Linked DNA regions of Sus scrofa: all the other regions are linked to region 1. A link is a contact called in public promoter capture Hi-C data. All regions are on one chromosome and are shown on one strand. The core of a region is the stretch at or near the end of the contact, and the rest is flanking DNA. Distances in the headings are between cores, read along the strand shown. Region 1 holds the start of STRAP (serine-threonine kinase receptor-associated protein). Region 2 has its middle 36 kb from the start of PTPRO. Region 3 holds the start of RERG (ras-related and estrogen-regulated growth inhibitor).

The links. Promoter capture Hi-C pulls out the DNA fragments that hold promoters and counts their contacts.
Region 2: a contact with region 1 is called in a promoter capture Hi-C map of liver, with 14 times the contacts expected there. The contact joins the enhancer-like site here to the promoter of STRAP in region 1. A contact is called at or near these places in 2 of 5 promoter capture datasets (fetal liver and liver), 18 of 47 Hi-C or Micro-C datasets (brain, embryonic fibroblasts, fetal heart ventricle and 11 more) and 1 of 2 datasets of contacts at active chromatin or transcription factors (alveolar macrophages).
Region 3: a contact with region 1 is called in a promoter capture Hi-C map of liver, with 7 times the contacts expected there. The contact joins the promoter of RERG here to the promoter of STRAP in region 1. A contact is called at or near these places in 1 of 5 promoter capture datasets (liver) and 1 of 47 Hi-C or Micro-C datasets (embryonic fibroblasts).

Annotation. Positions count from the first base shown.
Region 1 is chr5:56,735,552-56,738,324 of Sscrofa11.1, forward strand. It overlaps STRAP (serine-threonine kinase receptor-associated protein), which reads right to left and starts at 1,338. Exons shown (of 10, transcript XM_003355564.4): 1 at 904-1,338; 2 at 91-226. The coding sequence starts at 1,015.
Region 2 is chr5:57,297,492-57,300,428 of Sscrofa11.1, forward strand. No RefSeq gene overlaps it. Among named protein-coding and RNA genes, the nearest start is that of PTPRO, 36 kb to the left of the region's middle. Within about 2 kb of position 1,465, at least 33 of the 83 cell types and tissues checked have an H3K27ac peak or open chromatin away from gene starts, as enhancers often do. A contact at or near this core is called in fetal liver, liver and mesenteric adipose tissue, where this site is marked.
Region 3 is chr5:57,348,080-57,350,896 of Sscrofa11.1, forward strand. It overlaps RERG (ras-related and estrogen-regulated growth inhibitor), which reads left to right and starts at 1,307. Exons shown (of 5, transcript XM_003481681.4): 1 at 1,307-1,554.

The DNA of each region.
Region 1 (2,773 bases), core at 88-2,587:
TGAATAACTTTTACTGAACTTTTATTATTGATCATTTCAGAACACAATTCACAGAGAACTGTAAAGGTGGCCATTTCTGGCTACACTTACGCTGTGAAATCTGCAGCTGCTGTAGCTGCTTTGGTGGCATCCTTATTCAATGTTGCACCCCAAACAGCACCCTTATGACCCAAAAACGTTCCAATCCAGTCTCCTGTATCTCCCTGGCGTAGCATAGGTTTGCCATCTAAAAAATATGTAAGAAAACATGTGATGTAGAAGCTCAAATTACTTAAAATCTAGGATCCGAACTTAAAACAAACAGTGATGAATAACAAACTTGAAAACTGCTTTTGTTGTCTAACTGTTCACTCACTGGGGTCACTAAGGCACATCCAGAAATAAATTAACTGAAGAACTGGGCCATTCTCTCTGGGAAGGACTTGAAATGCGGCAGAAAGACTATTCATCTGCAACAAAACAATCTAGACGTGAACCTTATTTTGGACAAACTTAATAGTCTCAGCTTCCACTTGAAAATTGGAAATGAAAAATTCCATACCACAGAAGAATATCCAATGAAATAGTAGAAGTGGAAAGTCTTTGTAAAATAAAGTGTTACTTAGCCTGGCCTAGTTTCTGCATTCCCCAAATCCTTTAAAGATATTTACGGTGTTGGCCGGGGCGTCTGGGCAAGTGCACAGTAAAGCTTATCCAGAAATAGCAAAAAAGGTAAAATGAGAAGCCTTGGTTGGGGGCATAACTTACCAAAGCTTCTCCTGGCATCAGCTGCGCAATCCTTAACACTACTCGCCCTACCAGCCCACTAATCTCAAAAGCCGCAATCCATTCGGCAATGGGAAGTGCCGGCCCCACTCCCTTTCCGCCCAGTCCCAACCATCTGAGCCCAGCGGCCCTGCTCACCTTTGCAAGCACTGATTAAGAAATAGCCATAAGGCGTGATGCCACTGAAGGCCAAATCCACCACAGGCCGCGTGTGGCCGGAGCAAGTGAGAGGCGTTTGCCTCATTGCCATGGCGGCGGCGAGCCGAGCGATCCCGCAGGAGAGCTGAGGGTCGTCTCGTCTTTTCTCTTCTCCGCGGCAGCGCCTCTCACTCAAGGCCTACGCCCTGACGCTGGGCCGGGAAACAGAAAAAGGCCAATCTGGTGGCCCCGAAACCAGGAAAGGGTTAGGGGTGGGTCAGGGAGTGTGCGACTGGCGGTCGACCGCCGCCGAGGGAGGGAAAGGGAGGGAGGGAGGAGAGTAGGGGAGGGGGAGAACAGGAAAACCGGCAGCCACGATCCCCACCGTCCACACCGGTACTCGCAGGAAGTGACGACACTAACCCTCCGCCGGAAGTGACGAACAGGAGGGAAGGCGGGTTCGCTGGGTAGAAGAGGCGTACTGGAGCGAGAGCGACCGCAATGCGCAGGCGCGAGATCAGCTCAGGTTGAGCACGTGATGCTGGCTCCACGCTGGCTACGCAGGGCTCTTGGCCGCGTTCCAGGCACTGGGTGAAAATCCTAGCGCTGAGCTCTAAGCAGCTTGGGGTGCTTTTCTGTTTTTGAGCCGTTTGGAGTCGAGTTGGGGGCGTGCGGAAGCGGGTCCTGCTTCAGTCATACCCCGAATCTGACCGCATCTGTGGTTTACGCACTGAGCCGTCCAGTGGTTTGGACTGTGCTATCTAGACGTCTACACTGAACAACCAGAATTGTTTCCAGCGGTGGCCCAAACCAGCAAACACCGTCTAAGAATTTTTTTTCCAATCTTTGTTAGCAGTTGTATAGTCAGCTCCTCTGGGATTGTCTACAAGTAAGGCCCTTAAGAAAAGTCTTTCTCCCAGTCACCCCTTGTGCTGTGTAACCTTGCATTGTTAGTGTTTCAGACGTGAGGGTTATGCGACTCTAAAAACAGTTAAATTAGTTTATCTTTTGAGGACGTTGGGAGACCCATGAGCAATGGTCCTCAAATTTTTTGATGAATACCCACATCAATAAAACTTGCGTCCGTCCCCCAAATATGCGATAGTGAATAATTTGTGAGTTATTTGCATATTAGTGCATAGAGAAGAATAGAAATATTAGAAGAACCTTAAACTTCAGTGTAAATAGAAATACTGGTGTTGTCTTCCTGCAGGCTCTCCTCTTTGGATATCACTCCGTGGTGTAGCAGAACTGTTGATGGATTGATTGCTCATGCAAAAACTGACCTGAGCAAGAAGGGTCCTTTTTCTGGGCAAGTTATTTCTTTCCTTTAATGCTTGTTAGGATGTCAACAGAAAATACCAGAGATTTTTTTTGTGGTCTCTTTCACTACTTTATCCCAGGCCATAATGTCTTGGCACATACCAATACATATCTAATCAGCACAAATGTCTGCAAATGTTTCCCTCTCCCTCATCTTTTTGTAGTAAACATGTATCTTCGTTCAAGTCTAATTACTTGAATGGAGACTTGAAGTGCTTCCCCATTCTATTTCATTAGCATTTTGTTCATTAATTTATAGTACAGCACTTACTATATATGTTTTCCACTATCTTTTTTGTTTTCTCTGTGCCAACCTCACCCCAAGTTCCTACACACATGCACACACACACTCTGTTGACATTTAAATTGTGAGCTCCTTAGTGGCAATTGTGTGGCACTGTTGTCTTTCTACTCTGGTATCAGAAGAGTGAATGGCATTTAGTGAATGCTGGACAAGTGATTATTAAGTAAAGTAAAGCGTTAATGATGGAGGCATCTAAATAAAAGATAAAACTCGTTAGAACAACTAGTCAGTAAGATGTTAATA
Region 2 (2,937 bases), core at 215-2,714, 560 kb after region 1:
AGTACATATTTGATCCTTTGCAGGCCATCTGGTCTCTGCCACACCTCTTCCCCTGTGCTGCTGTAGCTTGAAAGCAGCCATCAATCATACGTAAACAAATGGATGTGGAAGGCATTCCAGAGAAAGCTTGTTTACAGTAAGAGGCGGTGGGCTGGATTTGGCCTGCTAATCCTGGTCTCCAGTTTAAGACCCACCCCAGGCTAACTGAATCAGACTGTGCATTTTACCCTGTATGTAGAGGAGAGTCCAGGAAACACTGCTTTAGGAGGCAGCATGGTAGGGAAAGGACAGAGCATATTTGCAACACCCTGGGCCGCATCCATGCCAGACGCTCTAGTATAAATCATGGCACCTTCTCCAGTAAGGTCTCCAGAGGACTTCAGAATCATCCTGAGAAGCATTTTTTTTGTTTGTTTTCATTTTTGTTTTTTTGTTTTTGTTTGGTCTTTTTAAGGCTGCACCTGTGGCATATGGAAGTTCCCAGACTAGAGGTGGACTTGGAGCTGTAGCAGGTGGCCTATGCCACAGCCACAACAACACCAGAGCCAAGCCACGTCTGAGACTTACACCACAGCTCACGGCAACGCCAATCCTTAACCCACTGGGTGAAGCCAGGGATCGAACCAGCATTCTCATGGATACTAGTCAGATTTGATTCTGCTGAGCCATGATGGAAACTCCCAGAATCATTCTCAGCACAGTACTCCAGGTAATACCGCTTATTAGCTGGGTAAATATGGGACATAGCAGCCGACTCTCCTATTTCCTCATCCATTAAACGAGATAGTTTAGAAAACTTCCAAGCTCCTTTTTCCCCCTAATGTTCTATTCATCCTGACCAAATGTGGCCTAAATAATTGACATAAATTAGTAAAAAAAAAAAAATAAATACTAATTGAAATAGAAAGCAGAAAATATATTTCATACTTTAGAAACAGAAAAATATCCTGGCACCCATTGGATAAAGGAAGTTAGACAGAAATCTTGGAAGAGAGGATGCAAAATTTCTCTGAAGAAATATGACCCCTATCTCCCAGAAAACATCACAGAACTGTCAAGAGGGGAGTAAAAGAGGGTATTGGAGAGTCACATTAAAAAAAAAAAAAAAAAGTCAAAAAAGAACTGTTCCAATGGATCAAAAAGAAAAGGAAAACGGACTGACAGGGGAGAGAACCCATTCCCCAGAAATGAGGATGGAATCTGAATACATTAATTTCACTTTAAAAAGACTCTTTCTCCACAAACATGAAAGAAAGTTTCTGCTTCCCCATTTAAGGGAAACTGTTATGAAGTTTATTGATTTATGGTTCAGTAAGCAAGCACATGCCCCGCTCTTGGCTGTTTGGAGTAGAAACCAGACTGCACGCACACGCCTTTCCGTCCCAGTCACTTTGACCTGGGTCAAGGCTGTGTGTTGATTCCAGGGGGACCAAGGTCTGAAGCGCCAGGACGCATGCGTCACCACGAGTGCTGATGTCGGTGACGCAGACAGGGGCTGGTCTTACCAACTGCTGTTACTTTCACAGGATAGAGTATCAGAACGCAAAGGACCTTTCAGTCAAAAATGTAGTTCCGTCAGAACTAAATTTGAGTGCTCACTCCATCATTTATGATTGCTTTGACTTGTGCCAAATCACACAGCATCTTGGACCTTCAAATTCCTCAACTGTAAAACAATTACATGCCTTAGGAGTGCTGTGAGCTTTAAAGGGGATAAAGAGGATTTCGCCCAATCCAGAGTATGCATCCTTAATTATTAGCTTCATTCCTGGGCCTCTTTTTCTAGTTTTTCAGAGAAATAAAACTCCCCTCTCCCCCCATCCCCTGGGAGTGCCTAGTGATTAATATATTATTTATACAAGTTTGTAAATCTAGCAATGGGGAAAAGAGGCCATAAATGCCTACAAGTAAACAGTTTAATGAATGAGCTGAACTTTAAAGGCACAACTTGGACATAGTTTTATATTTTTATACCAACAACTACCTTCCTGTTTTCTCTGTTTTCATCTCTCTTTCCCTGCTAATTCTATCTTGGGTGATTCCAGTCACTTTTAGGTATTATAAGGACATGATTTTTTTTCAGGTATGAAAACATCCAGTCAAATCTAAATAAAAACTTTAATTTCAGAGTTCCCATTGCGGTTCAGCGGTAACAAACCAGACTAATATCCCTGAAGGTATCCATCCTTGGCCTCGCTCAGTGGGTTTAAGGATCTGGTGTTGCTGTGGCTGTGGTATAGGCTGGCAGCTGCAGCTCTGATTCAACCCCTAACCTGGGAACCTCCATATGCTGTGGGTGCAGCTCTAAAAAAAAAAAAAGAAAACAAAACACAAAAACAAAAACACTTTACTCTCACCTTCAGTTCAAAACTCATCTCCTCCACGAAATTGAGCCCTAAATCATGGCTTGGGAACCCACAGTAGGGAAAGGGGTGTGACTAAGGGCACACTTAGCACAAAAGGAACCTCAGCATATTTTTTTTTTTTTTTTTTGTCTTTTTTGCCATTTACTTGGGCCGCTGCCGCGGCATATGAAGGTTCCCAGGCTAGGGGTCTAATAGGAGCTGTAGCCACCAGCCTACGCCAGAGCCACAACAACGCGGGATCCGAGCCACGTCTGCAACCTACACCACAGCTCACAGCAACGCCGGATCGTTAACCCACTGAGCAAGGGCAGGGACCGAACCCGCAACCTCATGGTTTCTAGTCGAATTCGTTAACCACTGCTCCACAACGGGAACTCCAGTCAGCATAAATTTTTAAAGTGACCCTTTGAGTAGCCCCCAAAATGGGTTACAGGTAGGTTGGCAGGATTCTAGCTGTTGTTGGGATGCCTGACCAGGCACCTCTGTGATAATCCAGGCTGCTGATTGGGATGATGTGGAGTGCATTTTTTCTCACGTTTGTCCTGACTCTTTCATTCCCCCTTCTCCATTT
Region 3 (2,817 bases), core at 57-2,556, 610 kb after region 1:
TCATTAATATGCAATTAATAATTTTTACTTAAGGTAGCTTTATTATGTAATAAGTAATTTTAACATATCTAATTATTATGCGACTAATAATTTTAACCTTTAAGGTAAAATATCTCATGAGGTGAGTAAATATATTAAGATCCTGTTCAGGGAGCTAATTCCTAGCTTTGTGCAGACACAGCTCCTCCATTCAGCATGGCTCACAACTGGTGGCTTTCCAGGTCAGCTGGTCCTGGAAACTGCCTGCCCTGTTACACCGCTTCCATCAGGGACACAGACTGTTCACCTACCACTGTTCACTTAGTCTATTCGACATGGCAGTGGTTTTCTGGAGGCCATCGGGTGTCTTGTTAAGAACACCAGGCTTCACAGGAAAACAAATAATATGGGTGTTTCGTGCTTCTCATCAAAAGTTTCATAGTTTTGGGAAATCTTTTAATCTCCCTGAAACTCACCTCCTTGGCTCTGAAATGCAATTTTTTTTTTTTTTTTAAATGGCTGCACCTGCTGCATATGGACTTCTGGGCTAGGAGTTGAATCCAAGCTGCAGCTGGGGCCTACCACAACCATGGCAACATCAGATCCTTAAACCCACTGAGCAAGGCCCAGGATGGAACCTGCAACCTCAGAGAGACAATGTGGGCTCTCTGCTGAGCCACAATAGGAAATCACGGAAGGCTAATAATTTTAATGAGTGCCTACCTCAATGAAGGGAGTAAATATCAGATGAGATGAGAGATGTGAAAGGGAGTCTAGCGCAGCACAAATATTAATCATTTTCGTTAGGTTTGAGGATGATTGAGTGTGATTTCAATTCGAACGTTATAAATGCTGATCTTGTAAGGGGAAATGTGAATCTTTTGGAACTTTCTCCAGTATAGAGATATGAAGTTCAATTTAATGCAGTACATATGTCTCTCCTAGCATCTCAGCTTCCAATCGGCCTGGATTTTTATTCCAACCATTTACTAGCCTTGGACAAGTGATTTATCCTCTGTTTCCTCGTGGGAATCATGGGGAAAGTTAAACGTACCTCTAAGGGATGTTGTGAGGACCTTCTGAAGTAAGGAATCGAAAAGGTCACATACTGATCCTTTTACAGGCAAATGTTTTAACCCAAGGAGTGAGATCCTTCAACGAGAACCTAGAGGCCGGGAATCTAGCAGGAGAAAAGGGAAGCCTGTCCGAGTGCAGCTCGAAAACTGATTTTTGAATGATCCAGCCTGGAGGCGGCTTCGCTGGAGGAGCCGAGCGCTAGCCCCAGTAGGGGGCGCGCGAGCGCCACACTGCAGCATCCCGGCGGCCTCGTCCGCCGGAGCCCGCGTCCTGCCGCAGTCCATCCGCCGCTAGTCGGAGAGAGTGGTTGCGGGGAGACCCGGGCCACTCCGCCAGCTATTACTGCTACTGCCGCTGCCCCCCGCAGTCGCAGCCCAGCAGCCGGGAAACGCCACCCACAGATTGGGCCGCGCAGCGTGGGAGGGGTAGCGGTCCCGGGGGACTGATTCTGAACTTGCAGGGGGACCGCGGCTCTCTGGGCCTGGAGAGTGTGAACAGGTGAGTGTCACGCACGTGCCCAGGTGGCTTTTTCGGGATGACTTCCTGAAGACCCTTCCGAGCCCCTGAACGCTCGGCCTCCGGGGCGGCCCTCCTGGCCACGGGGTCCTCTCAGCCAGGGCTTTGGGGGTCGCCGAGAGGGAGATGTAAGCGCTGGTGCCCCGAGCTTGACAGCGCCCTCGGTCAGAGCTGAGACCTAGAATGCCCTTTTGACTTAGGCAGCGTTTGCTCCCCAGGTTGAAAGCAAGTGACCCGCAGTCCATGATGGGTTTGTTTATCGTTCCAGGATACCTGTTGCTTTCAGAATAACGCCATAGCCAGGAGTCTCTTACAACGGTACTCATCCCTGTGCGTGCTGCGTTGTGATAAAATGCGGGAGAATTCCTCATATTGAGACCAGGAAAACTTGATTTCAGAGCTAGGGAAGTAGCAGCCGGAAGACCAGACTAGATTCCCACGACCAGACTAGATTCTTTGCTTCCCTAAACACCTGCACTTTATTTTGATGAGACCATAAATACAGCAGTTAGAAACACTATTATCTTATAAATCGTATATACCTTATCAAGATGCTTGTTTTTTTGTTTTGTTTTTTTTGCCAAGAGGAAGTAGAAAGCATGGACCTTGATAAGTATAATAGTCTGAAAAATGGTTTATGATGCATAAATTATTTTTTAAATAAGTTTAAAAATCAGCTTATTAGTGAACCAAATGTCATACATCTATGGGATTGTAAGCTCCTTGAAGGTGGCCGCTTTTATGATTAGCATAAAAGTGGCATGAATCAATGCATGCATTAATAGTAACACAGAATTTCGAGTCTGGCTTTTTTTTTTTTTTTTTTTTTCTTATTCTAAGCGTTATTTTGGTATCTTTATGTTTAGGGGAAAAAAATCAATACACCTTTAATCTCTGAAATATCTAAGTGTGATTTTAGCTCTAGGAGTGATAGGAACTAAGAAGTTTTTGTCCTAATAAAGCACTATCCATATAAAAGGTGAATGGCAGCTTCAAGACCCAGCCAGAATATTTCTGCACAACAACATGAAAACGAATGTCTTTTTAGATCCATGTTATGGAAGGTCTTGGATCATGAATTATTTAGAACATCAGAGACTTGGCAACAGGTCACTTATTAAAATAATGTACACATTTATCTTTGTTTTATACATTTATCAAATGTAACTTTGCACATTTTCATGTGAGAAATAAAATGTTGAAGGGTGTATGTCCGTTTTGTGTCTTTAAGGGATGTTTCTAAAC